2 separate regions of the Triticum aestivum genome follow, and region 2 is linked to region 1. The links are chromatin contacts, called in public Hi-C maps. All regions are on one chromosome and are shown on one strand. Each heading gives the region's core, a stretch centred on a gene start, on an enhancer-like site or on the middle of the called end of the contact. The rest is flanking DNA. Distances are from core to core; before and after follow the strand shown.

What was found. A called contact is a pair of places that touch in the nucleus more often than the background predicts.
Region 2: a Hi-C map of leaf shows a contact between it and region 1, with 7 times the contacts expected there. The contact joins the promoter of LOC123119040 here to the promoter of LOC123124847 in region 1. A contact is called at or near these places in 2 of 5 Hi-C or Micro-C datasets (both in leaf).

Annotation. Positions count from the first base shown.
Region 1 is chr5D:3,836,705-3,842,893 of IWGSC CS RefSeq v2.1, reverse strand. It overlaps LOC123124847, which reads right to left and starts at 2,756. Exons shown (of 3, transcript XM_044545397.1): 1 at 2,568-2,756; 2 at 2,462-2,566; 3 at 1,776-2,027. The coding sequence starts at 2,756. The coding sequence ends at 1,776.
Region 2 is chr5D:4,138,358-4,143,987 of IWGSC CS RefSeq v2.1, reverse strand. It overlaps LOC123119040, which reads right to left and starts at 4,050. Exons shown (of 16, transcript XM_044538688.1): 1 at 3,861-4,050; 2 at 3,669-3,794; 3 at 3,507-3,566; 4 at 3,090-3,203; 5 at 2,904-2,991; 6 at 2,660-2,805; 7 at 2,481-2,582; 8 at 2,314-2,385; 9 at 2,143-2,242; 10 at 1,756-1,838; 11 at 1,200-1,277; 12 at 1,025-1,123; 13 at 881-931; 14 at 739-795; 2 more. The coding sequence starts at 4,010. The coding sequence ends at 402.

The sequences.
Region 1 (6,189 bases), core at 1,507-4,006:
TAACAATTTTCAAATAAACAATTAACATTTTTTGAATACATGGTCAACCTTTTTTCTATACACATTTTCTTCTCCAAATGCTTGATTAACATTTTCAAATAATTGTTTAACATTATTTGAATAAATTCTCAGCATGTTTCCATACCCAGTTAACATTTTTGAAATGCTTGATTAACATTTTTAAGTACTTGTTTAACATTTTTCAATTTTTTGATTAATTTGTTAAAAATACAACTTTTGTCATACACATTATTATTTCGTATACATGAGAAACGTTTTCTCTATACACGTTTAACATTTTTTAATACATGCTTAACCTTTTTTCTATACACATTTTTTTTCAAATGCTTTATTAACATATTTGAATACTTGTTTAACATTATTTGAATAAATTGCCAGCATGTTTCTATAGACATTTAATATTTTTCAGATGCTTGATTAATATTCTTAAGTACTTGTTTACATTTTTGAAATGTTAGATTTAAAAAAAATACATGATCAACTTTTGTCATACACACTATTATTTTTGTATACATGGGAAATATTTTCTCTATACACATTTAACATTTTCAAATGCTTGGATAACATTTTTTTAAACGTTTTATGTTAAATGTTTTTGCTAATATATTTATTTGGAATATTTGGAACTATAAGCAAAAGACAAAAATAATGTGAAAAATAAAACAAAAAAACGCGGTTGTGTCCTCTCATGCGCCTTAGGGCGGCCCATCTCGTGCCTCCCTTCGGGCGAGGCTTCCCTCCGTCTCGCGTGAAGCGAGACATAGAGGCGCCCAGTAATGTGGGGCTTCGCCTGGGATGCGGTAAAAAAAGCGCATAGCTTTGTAAACCCACATAGCCCAATGATCTAAGGTCTAAATAGCTTAATGTGCCGAGTTGGTACAAAACCCATTATATGTGTGAAAAAATAGGTAATAAAATCCTATGAAAATATAAATGTGAGATCTTTGCTATTTGTACATAGAACACCATCCAGTTCGATAGTAGCGCATGCTTCTCCTTTCCCCTTTTTTCTCAAAACACACAAACTTGCGGCTCATGGCTAAATAATCGATTGTTTATAAAAACAGGCAAATGTGTTTTTTAAATTATAAAGCCATACATGGCAATTTTATTTGGCTGGTTTGTCCACTTTTCCTCAGTAGTCGCATCAATATACTCGTTTGTGGTTAACTCTTTACTCACGAGTTGTACAACTGGTATGTTCAGATTTGATCACTTTACTCACGAGTACTACAACGTGGGTAGGTTGTCCACTCCGACTCGATAATCGTGGCAAGATATATGACGGGAGCACTAGACAGATGCATTTTCACAAACACATATATGACATCCTTGTTTGTTTCGAATGTCCATTTTGCATTGATAGTCACGCCAAGATACTCGCATGTGGTTAACTCTTTACTCACGAGTAGTTTCACCAGTATGTTTGGATTCGATTGCTTACCTTCGTTGTGATGATCCGATCGCTTACTCATGAGTGGTATGACACATGGGTAGCTTGTCACCACAGCGGCGCCAAGATATGTGATGAGAGCCCTAGGCAAATGCCTTTTTGCTAAAGTCATATATGACGTTCTTGTTTGGTTAGCTTGTCCATTCCGCATTGACAGTCGCGCAACATACTCGCTTGTGGTTAACTCTCTACTCACGAGTAGTTTCACCGGTATTTTTGGATTTGATCGCTTACTCACGAGTAGTATGACATGCATTATTGGATTAGATCACTTACTCATGAGTAGTATAACCACTATATTTTAATCCCTCTCAGATCGCATCTCACCCCCCGCGTCGTCCTCCTCCAGGGCGACTCGGGCGGGGCGTCTCACCCCCCGGCGCAAGGCCTCCTCCCAGCGTTCACCCATCCGCCGCCGCCTAACGCATCCCCGGGCAAAGCCCGCTCGGATCTGGCGGCGGCGGGCCGCGGCTCCTAGGGCATCGCCACCTCTCGAACTGGGGGATCGGGTGGTAGCCGACGGCGCGGCGCTGCCCCGGCACACGTCGCCGAGCTCTGAGGTGGAGGGGACGGCGGTGGTTGCGGGCGGATGCCGTCGGCCCGGTGCTCCTGCTACGTGCGTGCAGCGGCGGAATAGGGTGCGGCGGCGCGGCTCCGTCGGTTGTTGGACGTGTTCGTGAGGCCCGGTGGCTAGCTACCGGCCATGGTCGCCGGGTTGCGGACGGCGCGATGGCGGGTGCGCCGCGCCGGCAACTGGGCGGAGACGCCCTTGTCTGGGTCCTTGACACCACGGGCAACACCGGGGGAAACCCTAGATCTCATTGCGATCGAGCGATGGCAGTGCTTTAGCGTCGTAGTCCCTCTTGAGGGCATCATTTTTGGAGTTTGCTCAGGTTCAAGGGACCAGCGACGCCGGCGGTGCACGGCCTGGTGGCGCGACTGCCGATGAAAATCGCGTCGACTTCGGTCATGGCGGACCATGGCGGCGTGGTGTAGGTTGTCCGGCACGGGCAGGTTGCAGAGCAGCGTCACCTTCGCCTCGGCGATCTGCGGCCCCTTCTTCATCTCCGGCGACGGGTCCATCTTCCATATATAGCTTCACCTCCCACATCTTTCATAGCAGCACCTTGAGTGGCTGGCAGCAGCACTCGGTGACGGGGAGCCTGCCGGCGAGCAGCGCGGGGGAGACGGTCTCGATCTGGAAGCCCACCGCGTGCAGCACCCGGTCCAGCTCCGCCATGTCGATGTCGCTATGGCTACTACCGGGCTTCGCCGCCGCCATGGCTGCTACGTAGGAGCACCTCGCAGCCCGGCCGCCTCTACGTAGATGAAGAAGAAGCAGGGCCAGCCTTGCAATGATTGTTTGCAGTAGTACGCACAGTGCTGAAGCTGTAGCTGGATGATGGTCAATATTTTTTTCGTATACATCAGGAATAGTTATTTAATGTCGCTTAATATTTTTTAAATACATGATCAACATTTCTTTCATACAGATTGTATTTTTTTTGTATACATTATTCGTATACATGGAAAACATTTTTTACTATACACACTTACATTTTTCGAATTCTTGATTTACATTTTTGAAGTACTTGAGTAAACAAATTGAAATGCTTGATTTACATTTTTCAAATGCTTGATTAAAGTTTTTGAAATACATGATCAACATTTTCTATACACATTGTATATTGTTTGTATGTATTATTCGTATTCATCAGAAACATGTTTCCTATACACATTTAACATTTTTCGAATGCTTGATTAATAGTTTTGAAATATATGATCAAAAAATTTCATACATATTGTTTATTTTGAGTATACATTATTCATATACATGAGAGTATTTTTCAAATGCTTCATTAATATTTTTCACAACTTGATTACATTTTTAAATACATGGTCAACTTTTTCATACACATTGTATATTTTTTGTATACATTTTCCATATACATGAGAAACATTTTTTCTATACACATTTAACATTTTTCGGATGCTTGATTAGCATTTTCCAAATGTTTTATGTAAAAGTGTTTTTGTAATATATAACTTTAGAATATATGGAGGTATAAACAAATCTTTTCATACACATTATATTTGTTTTGTATACATGAGAAAGATTTTCTCTATACACATTTAACATTTTCAAATGCTTGGATAACATTTTTTCAAATGTTTTAGGTAAAGTGGTTTTGGTAATATATTTATTTACAATATTGGGAAGTATAAACCAAATTAAAAAAAGAAACAAACAAACAAACATAAAAAACTTGCAAAAAAATGAGGTTGTGTCCTCTCGCGCGCCTAGGCCGGCCCATCTCATGCCTGGCAAGGGTTCCCTGGATCTCGCGCGTGAAGCGAGACAATGAGGTGTGTTGGGCTGTTGCCCTAGAATGTGATAAAAAATGCATAGCTCTGCAAGCCCACACAGCCCAATGATCAAAGGTCTACATGATTAATGTACCGAGTTGGTAAAATAACTTGTTATATGTGTGATAAAAATAATAATAAAATCCTTTGCAAATATAAATGCAAGAACTTTGCTATTTCTGCATACAACACCATCTAGTTCAATAGTAGCGCATGATTTTCCTTTCCCCCTTTTTTTATCAAAACACACAAACTCGTGGCTCATGGCTAAAAATCGACTATGTATAAAAAAGGCAAATTTGTGTTTTATTTTATAAAGCCATGCATGGCAACTTTGTATGGGTAGCTTGTCCACTTTGCCTCAGTAGTTGCTTGCTGTGTTCGTTCAATCGTCATAGTCGTGTTGGTTTTTTTTTTTTGCATGTAGTTGTTATACCGTTGGGTCGTCGCCCGACTATCTGGTTATATCGGTTATTTTCTGTTGTTTTCTTTCTGATGATTTTCCTTATTTTCTTCATCGGTTTTTAGGGTTTTTAAATTCTTTTCCATTTCTTCTCACTGGTTTTCTTTGTTTCTCTCTCAAAGTTTATTATTTTTTGTTTCTATTTTCTCTGTATTTCATTCTGTATTTCTTGGTTTTTGCTAGCTTTTTTCCTTCCTTTTGTCTTTATTTTTTCTTTGGTTTTGTTTGTTTCTTGCTCGTTTTCATTGGTTTTCTTTATTTTTTCTTTCTCAGTGTTCATCGTTTTCATGATGGCATTGGTTTTGGGTTTGTTTTCTTTGCTTCTTTTTTGTTTTTTCTCTCTTTGTTTCATTGTCGGTTTTCACCATTTCCTCTCTTTTTGCATTGGTTTTCTTCTGTTTTTATTTTCCTTTTTTATTCTCTTATTTTCTTCTTTGTTTCTTTGTCGGTTTTCATCAATTATTTTTTATTCAACACAGGACTACTTTTCTCGCTATGCAAAATATATTTTTAGTGTACATGTGAAATGTTTTTGTTGACACACGTTGAACATTTTTTAAAACATGATGTACATTTTTCCTTCAAATATTTTTTTTGAACAGTTTTATGAATACATGGTCAACAGTTTACAAATACATGGTGAACAGTTTCTAAATACAGAATTAAAATTTTAAAAATATATGTGTTTTTATGTTAATTTATTTAATGTATGTTGTACATTTTTCATATACATCAGGAATAGTTTTTATGCATGTTTAACATTTTTTAAATACATGATCAACATTTTCTCATACACATTGTATATGTTTTGTATACATTATGCGTATACATGGAAACCATTTTTTACTATACACACATAACGTTTTTCAAATTCTTGATTAACATTTTTCAAATGCTTGATTAAGATTTTTGAAATATGTGATCAACATTTTTTCATACACATTGTATATTGTTTGTATACATGATTTGTATTCATGGAAAACATTTTTTCTATACACATTTAACATTTTTTGAACATTGTCCTACTCTCACTCAACCGGATCAGCACGTGGTTGCGCCTGGCTTCAAAAATATGAGCCATGCAGAACCCAAGAAATGAGTGGAATGCCCCTCGTGTATTGAGAAGCTCTATGTGTTTTCGTACGCTCATTCTTTTATTTTGAACTATTGTCCTTCTCCCATTGGCTCATTAGGGACCATGCAAGGTGGCAGAACCGTTAGAAAGCTCTTTCCCTCACTAGTAGGAAAAGGGGCTTTTACCCCGGTTTGTAAGGGTCTTTTGTCCCGGTTTTCGAACCGGGACTAAAGGGTCGTTACTAAAGCCCTAACCCTTTAGTCCCGGTTCTTACACGAACCGGGACAGAAAATCCTCCACGTGGCCGCTGCTGCCAGCCCAGGCAGGGGGCCTTTGGTCCCGGTTGGTGCCAACAACCGGGACTAATAGGCAGGGCCTTTTGTGCCGGTTGGTGTCACCAACCGGGACCAATAGGCATCCACGCGTCAGCATTTCAGGGGCTAGGTTTTTGTTTTTTTTAAAAGGGGGGGTGGCGGGTTTTGGGGGGTTAATTTAGGTGTTTCATATATTGTGTTAGCTAGCTAATTAATAGAGAGAAGTGTCCTCTCTTATCTCCGTGCTTGGTCGACGCTACGTACTATATACGTATGGAGAGGACTAGACACGCTAGCTAGTAAGCAAATGAAGGAAACAGAAGATCGTCATGAACATATGCATACAGAGAGAAGTGATATCGACCACCTCTCCTTCTCCGAGAGATTGGTCGAACAACAAGTTCTCGTATATCTATCTGACACTACCGGCTACATATATACAATAATTATCTCTTACAATATAATCTCCTAATTAAATTGTAAGAACACAGGGTCC
Region 2 (5,630 bases), core at 2,801-5,300, 300 kb before region 1:
GAGAAGGAACATTGAGAGATTGATTTGTTGCATTCTAAATTAGACAATGGGAATTTTGTTTTATGTTTCAGCACATCAGGTGTTTTAGCTGTAAATTCCAGCCCAACCTTCAGGAAAAGCAGTGAATGCACTGGGCATATTCATCTTCTGATTATTACTGCCAAGTCTACAACGATTCACAAGTTGCTCAACTAGGATCTTACTCCACAGCAAAATTGTCACTACAACACGACGATACAGTTAGTCGATGTGAATCTTGGTTATCTTTGCTTGTTTTTGAGCTACAATACTGTGGACTAGCAGCTAAGCTACACTTTCAGAAGTTTTTATAAGTTTGTCAGCCAGTAAGAACCAAGAATCCTTGAATCTCTACCCTCCTTGTCATGATTTCATACATGTCCTTAAGATCCTTGTAGTTGCAAACAGGCTTGCTCTTCTTTGAGAATGCTTTTTGATGCCAATGTGCCAATGCTTGTCCCAGCTATATACCCACCAGTCCATGCATTCTGTGGAAAGCAAAGAGCAAATGCTAAGTTGAAACCTTTTTTGTTCCCACTTCAAAAGAATTTTAATGGAAGCATCTCCAAGTTTTTACTAATCCGCTGTGGAGATATCTACTTCTTACCTGAAAATTGAACCCGCCTGTGACCCCGTCGACATTAAGTACCTACAGCAAGATCACACTCTGTAAGATAAGATAACCAGAGGGTTGCAAGTTCAAGACAGCTGTGCTGTTACCTCTCCTGCAAAGAACAGATTGGGCTGCTTCTTGCTTTCCATGGTGCTAAGCGATATCTTTACAACAGATGAACAATTTGGATTTTTCGTGAGTCGAGTCATGTTTGTGAAAACTGCAATTAAGTTGTCGACTAATAAATACCTCTGAAAGTGGAACACCTCCAGCTGTCACAAATTCATCTTTGAATTGGCCCTACATATGACGATGAGGGAACATCAGTGAGCACAGATACATCAAAAAACCGCTATCGAGCTTTTCAAGGGATATACTTAAGATATCACATACCTTCCCAACAACCTCAAACATCCACTGTTTCAAGCGAAGGGCTATCGCGTTTAGATGACTTTTTGGCACGGTGGCCCAGTGCATGTCACCATCTAAACTCTGCAAGAGAAAACTTCGACTGAGTAAAACATCAAATTAAGGGGCTGAGTAAGGACCAGGATTCAGCTACTGCAACCTCCTGTTCTAGAAGGAATCCCCAAAACCTCTTCACCAGACCAAACTCCTTGGGAAAGGCGTTATTTACTTTGTTCTTCTGCAGAGATTAAAAAAAAAATCTTAGTACAGCTTCACCATAATGTTTTACAAGGAAAATCGGAATATTCAGGGAATATTTCTGTGACAAAATTACATAAGTCATACAAAACACTCCCTCTGTCTGGAAATACTTGTCGGAGAAATGGATGACAAGTATTTCCGGACGGAGGTTGGTTAAAGCACCCCAACATGACAGATAAAACAGAATGTTGTAAAGGTGGCTATAAGTATCTGTATCTGCAGTAGCAAATCTTCATTAAAATTTTACTCAGAAAGCCTAATAAGGGAGGCATATTAAGAAACAGAAAGCAATGTCCATCTTGTTGAAGGCATTTACAAGAACTGGTCGATTAATTTATTAAAGCAAGAGGCATTCAAAAGCAGAGTTAAAAATTTAAAACTCGGATTCTCTATTTCTAAAAAGAACTCAGACTCTCAGATGAAGACATTAACGAAGGACAGGGAAAGATCAGAACCGCATGTTGGTCTTTGTGCTGGAATAGGATCCGCTTCACGTCCTCGATGTGAATGTCCGGTATGAAGTCAACCACAAGCTTTGCTGTGTTGAAAGAAATATACATATTCCAACAAGAGAAGTGGATGAGTTCGACAATATCTTTTACTCCCTCCGTTCCACAATACAGGACGTTTTTGCAAGCTATGTTTTAGCTTGCAAAAACGTCTTGTATTGTGGGACAGAGGGAGTAGATCTTACATGCTGTTTTAAAATACTATTGTAATGGAAAGTTTCATGTGATTGATGGAACACAAAATGCACAAGCTGAAGAAATAAAACACTAGATCCAGCTATGTTCCGTATTAAAAATGTAGTGCCACTCGTGTACAATTTCTTCGGGCCTCACCTTGGTACTTGTCCTGATATAGTTCACGTGCTCCCCATGCAGACAATCGAAGAACAACAGGGCCACTAAGCCCCCAATGTGTAACCAACATAGGTCCAGTCTGCAATGGCCAAACAATTGATGTAAGCAAACATCTATGACGGAGCCTATTGCTGAAGGTGTCCGGCTCACCTGAGTTAATTCAGGAGCGCTTTTCTGAATGCCATCTAGCATCAGTTTTGCTGCGACCCTTGTGAACGAAACCTACGTGGCAGGAGAAAAGGAGGGGAATCATTTTTGCGTGCAGTGAGTCACCACTTGTGAGTATGAGATTTGCAATAGCAGTTACGGATCAATACCCCGGATAGATCAGCCAGTCGCTTGTCTGCAATTTTGAATGTGAATAGGCTGGGCACAGGTGGAATAATAGAGTGACCGTGTTGCGCAGCAAATGAGTAGCCCTGCAAGTAAGAGAAATATGTAAGGGAAAGAGTTTATGGTGTCTAGTAGAGTAAGCACCTATTTAGTGTTCAGATACCTGTTGGCTGCTGCCTGTAGCAACTAAGACATAATTAGCGCTGATGTAATCTACAAAATCAATAGTACGCTTCTCAACTTTGACAACAAACTTGCCGTTGGCGTCGACAGATGCACCGGACACGGATTTACCAGCCTGCAGGGAAACTTCAAAAAAAGAACTCAATTCCAGAAATTGTTTCTTCGTGATGAAGGGTGTGTGGATGATAACGGAACGGACAGCAGAGTCAAATAGCATTAGCTACCTCCCAGTCTTCTCGCCTCATTCAGCAGGCAGTCTACTACCGAAGCAGAGTTGTCAGTGACAGGAAAGACTCTACCGTCCTCTTCGGTCTAACATGACAATCAAAACAGTAGACATAGATAAGTAAACTGGCTTCAGTCAATGCACAAGCAAGATCCTGAAGTAAATGTGGTGTGAACTAAGCTACCTTAAGCTCCACACCATGATCTGAAAACCAGTGCATGGTATCCTGTGGCCCATGGGTGCGAAAGAAGGATCCCCGGAGTTCTTTGTACCCCCTAGGATAATTTCTCACCAGTCCCTGAGAATTGAATAGTATTTGATAAATGACAATCACAAGCTTAAAGAGCACATGTAACAATTGACTGAAAAATAGTAGTGGTAAAAATCATTTTTTATGGTTGCTGATCGAAATGGTGCACACATTGCCACCATCTCATTCAGCCAGTGAATGGGCAGCAAACTAACTGACTGACACAACACAATGGCTAGAACACAGACAGCTGCATACATTGGCATGGTACCTTGGACAATTACAAATCCACAGCACTAATATGGACTATGAAAAGCAATGGATGCAGTAGAGTCTGCAAAGTGCGCGTACCGACGGCTCGAGATGGTGCCCGTTGGTGACATTGCACCGCCCGCCGCCGGAGATCTTGACCTGCAGCCATCCATTCCAACAATTCATACATACTTAAGGAACACCATAGCGGTAGCCTTTTTCCAGTCCAATGGAAATAAGACATTGGCATTGGCATGGTACCTTGGACAAGAACTTCCCTTTCTCTATGACCACCACGTTGAGGTGGGGAGCCAGCGTCTTGGCCCTTATCGACGCGTACACCCCGGCGGCGCCGCCGCCCACCACAACCAGCGACTGCTCATCCTCCTGCATGGCGAACAGAGTCAGGAGCTAGGGGCGGCGGCAGGCCGGCGGCTGAGCTGGGCTAGTTACCTGCTCGCGGGCGTGGCCGGAGGGCGCCGAGGCGCAGACGGAGGCGGGGACGGAGGAGGAGCAGCGTCTCCCGCGCAAGACGAAGGGGGTGGCGCGGCGAGCGGCGGCGGCGGCGGCGGCGGGCTGGAGCCACGGCCACTGCGGCGGCATTTCGTCGATGAATTCGGTGGAAGGCTGGAAGCAAGGTGGACTGGATAGTGTAGACCCATGGGCCTGGGCATGCTATAGTGTGGGCCGGGTTTAGTGGGCTGGAGCCCAAATTCACTAATCTCTCTACTCCTAATGACGAGTTGGTGAATCGTCTCCGCGGTTTATTTTCGCTGGTTTTTTTTCGTCTCTCCTCCCACCACCCCCTCCCACCCTGGTCCGCGGTTTATTTTAGCTGGGTTTTTTTGTCTCTCCTCCCACCACCCCCTCCCACCCCGATCCATCGGTTTATTTTTCTCTTCACTCTTTATTACAACCAGAACTTTCCTAACGTATAATAAATCACGGATCTAACTTTCTTAAATTATGCAAATCAATCGATTCCTTTTATTGGTTCAATTTGTCTCAGGAAACAAATAATACATTTTAATCTAACTTCCTTAAATTATGCAAATCAATCGATTCCTTTTATTGATTCAATTTGTCTTAGATTTCAAGAAACAAATAATACATTTTAATCTAACTTTCCTAACTTATCTAAATCAATCGATTTCTCTTATTAGTGAAATTTGTTTTAGGAAACAAATAACAGACACGTCACAACTTTTCTCCCAATAAATAGTTTCTTAACATTTGCAAACTTTCCTAATCAGACACGTCACAAACGGGCAGGTACTGATATCACGTTACCAAACAATAAAACCCCATTTGCATAGAAATCAGCTCAAAAATCCTAACTTTCCTAAATTTTTACCTTTCCTTGATAACAACCAATATTTTCTATGTTTTCCACCTATTGAAGAAAATCACCCCTCCATCGATATATATTAGCATTTTTTTGAACTGAGATCTCCGGGTTATGATTTTTTTTTGCGATTCTTTCCAATTGTGACCTCTCCTTCCACTCCGGCTCCTTCTCGCATAAACACCTCCACCAAAGCCAGGTGACACCGCCCCAGACCTCCTGCCTCTCCACACCTTCTCCGCCACCTCCTTCTCGTACTCCATTAACAATCCCTCCGCCACATTTGTCCACGGCGGTGTCGAGGGCATGGCGCAGCAGCGTACCAGCGGTAGAGCAGCGCATAGCAGCAGGAAGCAACACGCAGCAGGCGAGGCGAGCGACCGGCGGTGGAGGGAAGAGATGCGGCCGGCGTGGCTGAGGGGGCGGCCGGCAGAAGATGGCCACGACTGGAGGCGGCGCGAGGCAGGGGCGCGACAGCGGGGCGAGCAAAGGGATAGGCGGCAACAGACGAGGCGAGCGCAGCCAGCGAGAGTGTGGCGCGCGGCCAGGGTGTGTGTCGCACGGGGCACAGTGGTGCCGTGGCAGCGGCGAGCGCGACGGCAGCGGCGGGCGCGACCGACGCGGTGTAGCACAGGCGTGGCATGGAGAGGGAGTGGCCCCGCGGGCGCGGAAGAAGAGCGGTAGGCTCGGGCATGGGCGTGCATAGGAGCGGGCATGTGCCACGGGGTCAATCCGAGGAGCTCGGTGGCTACCCCTGCAATGGCCATGGCGGACGGCGGTTCTTGGCCATGGCGAAATACCTAACGAGAGCAAACGAGAGGGAAAACAGGGGAAAGGCAAGAGGAGATCATGGCGGTGTCAATGGCGCCCTAGGGGAA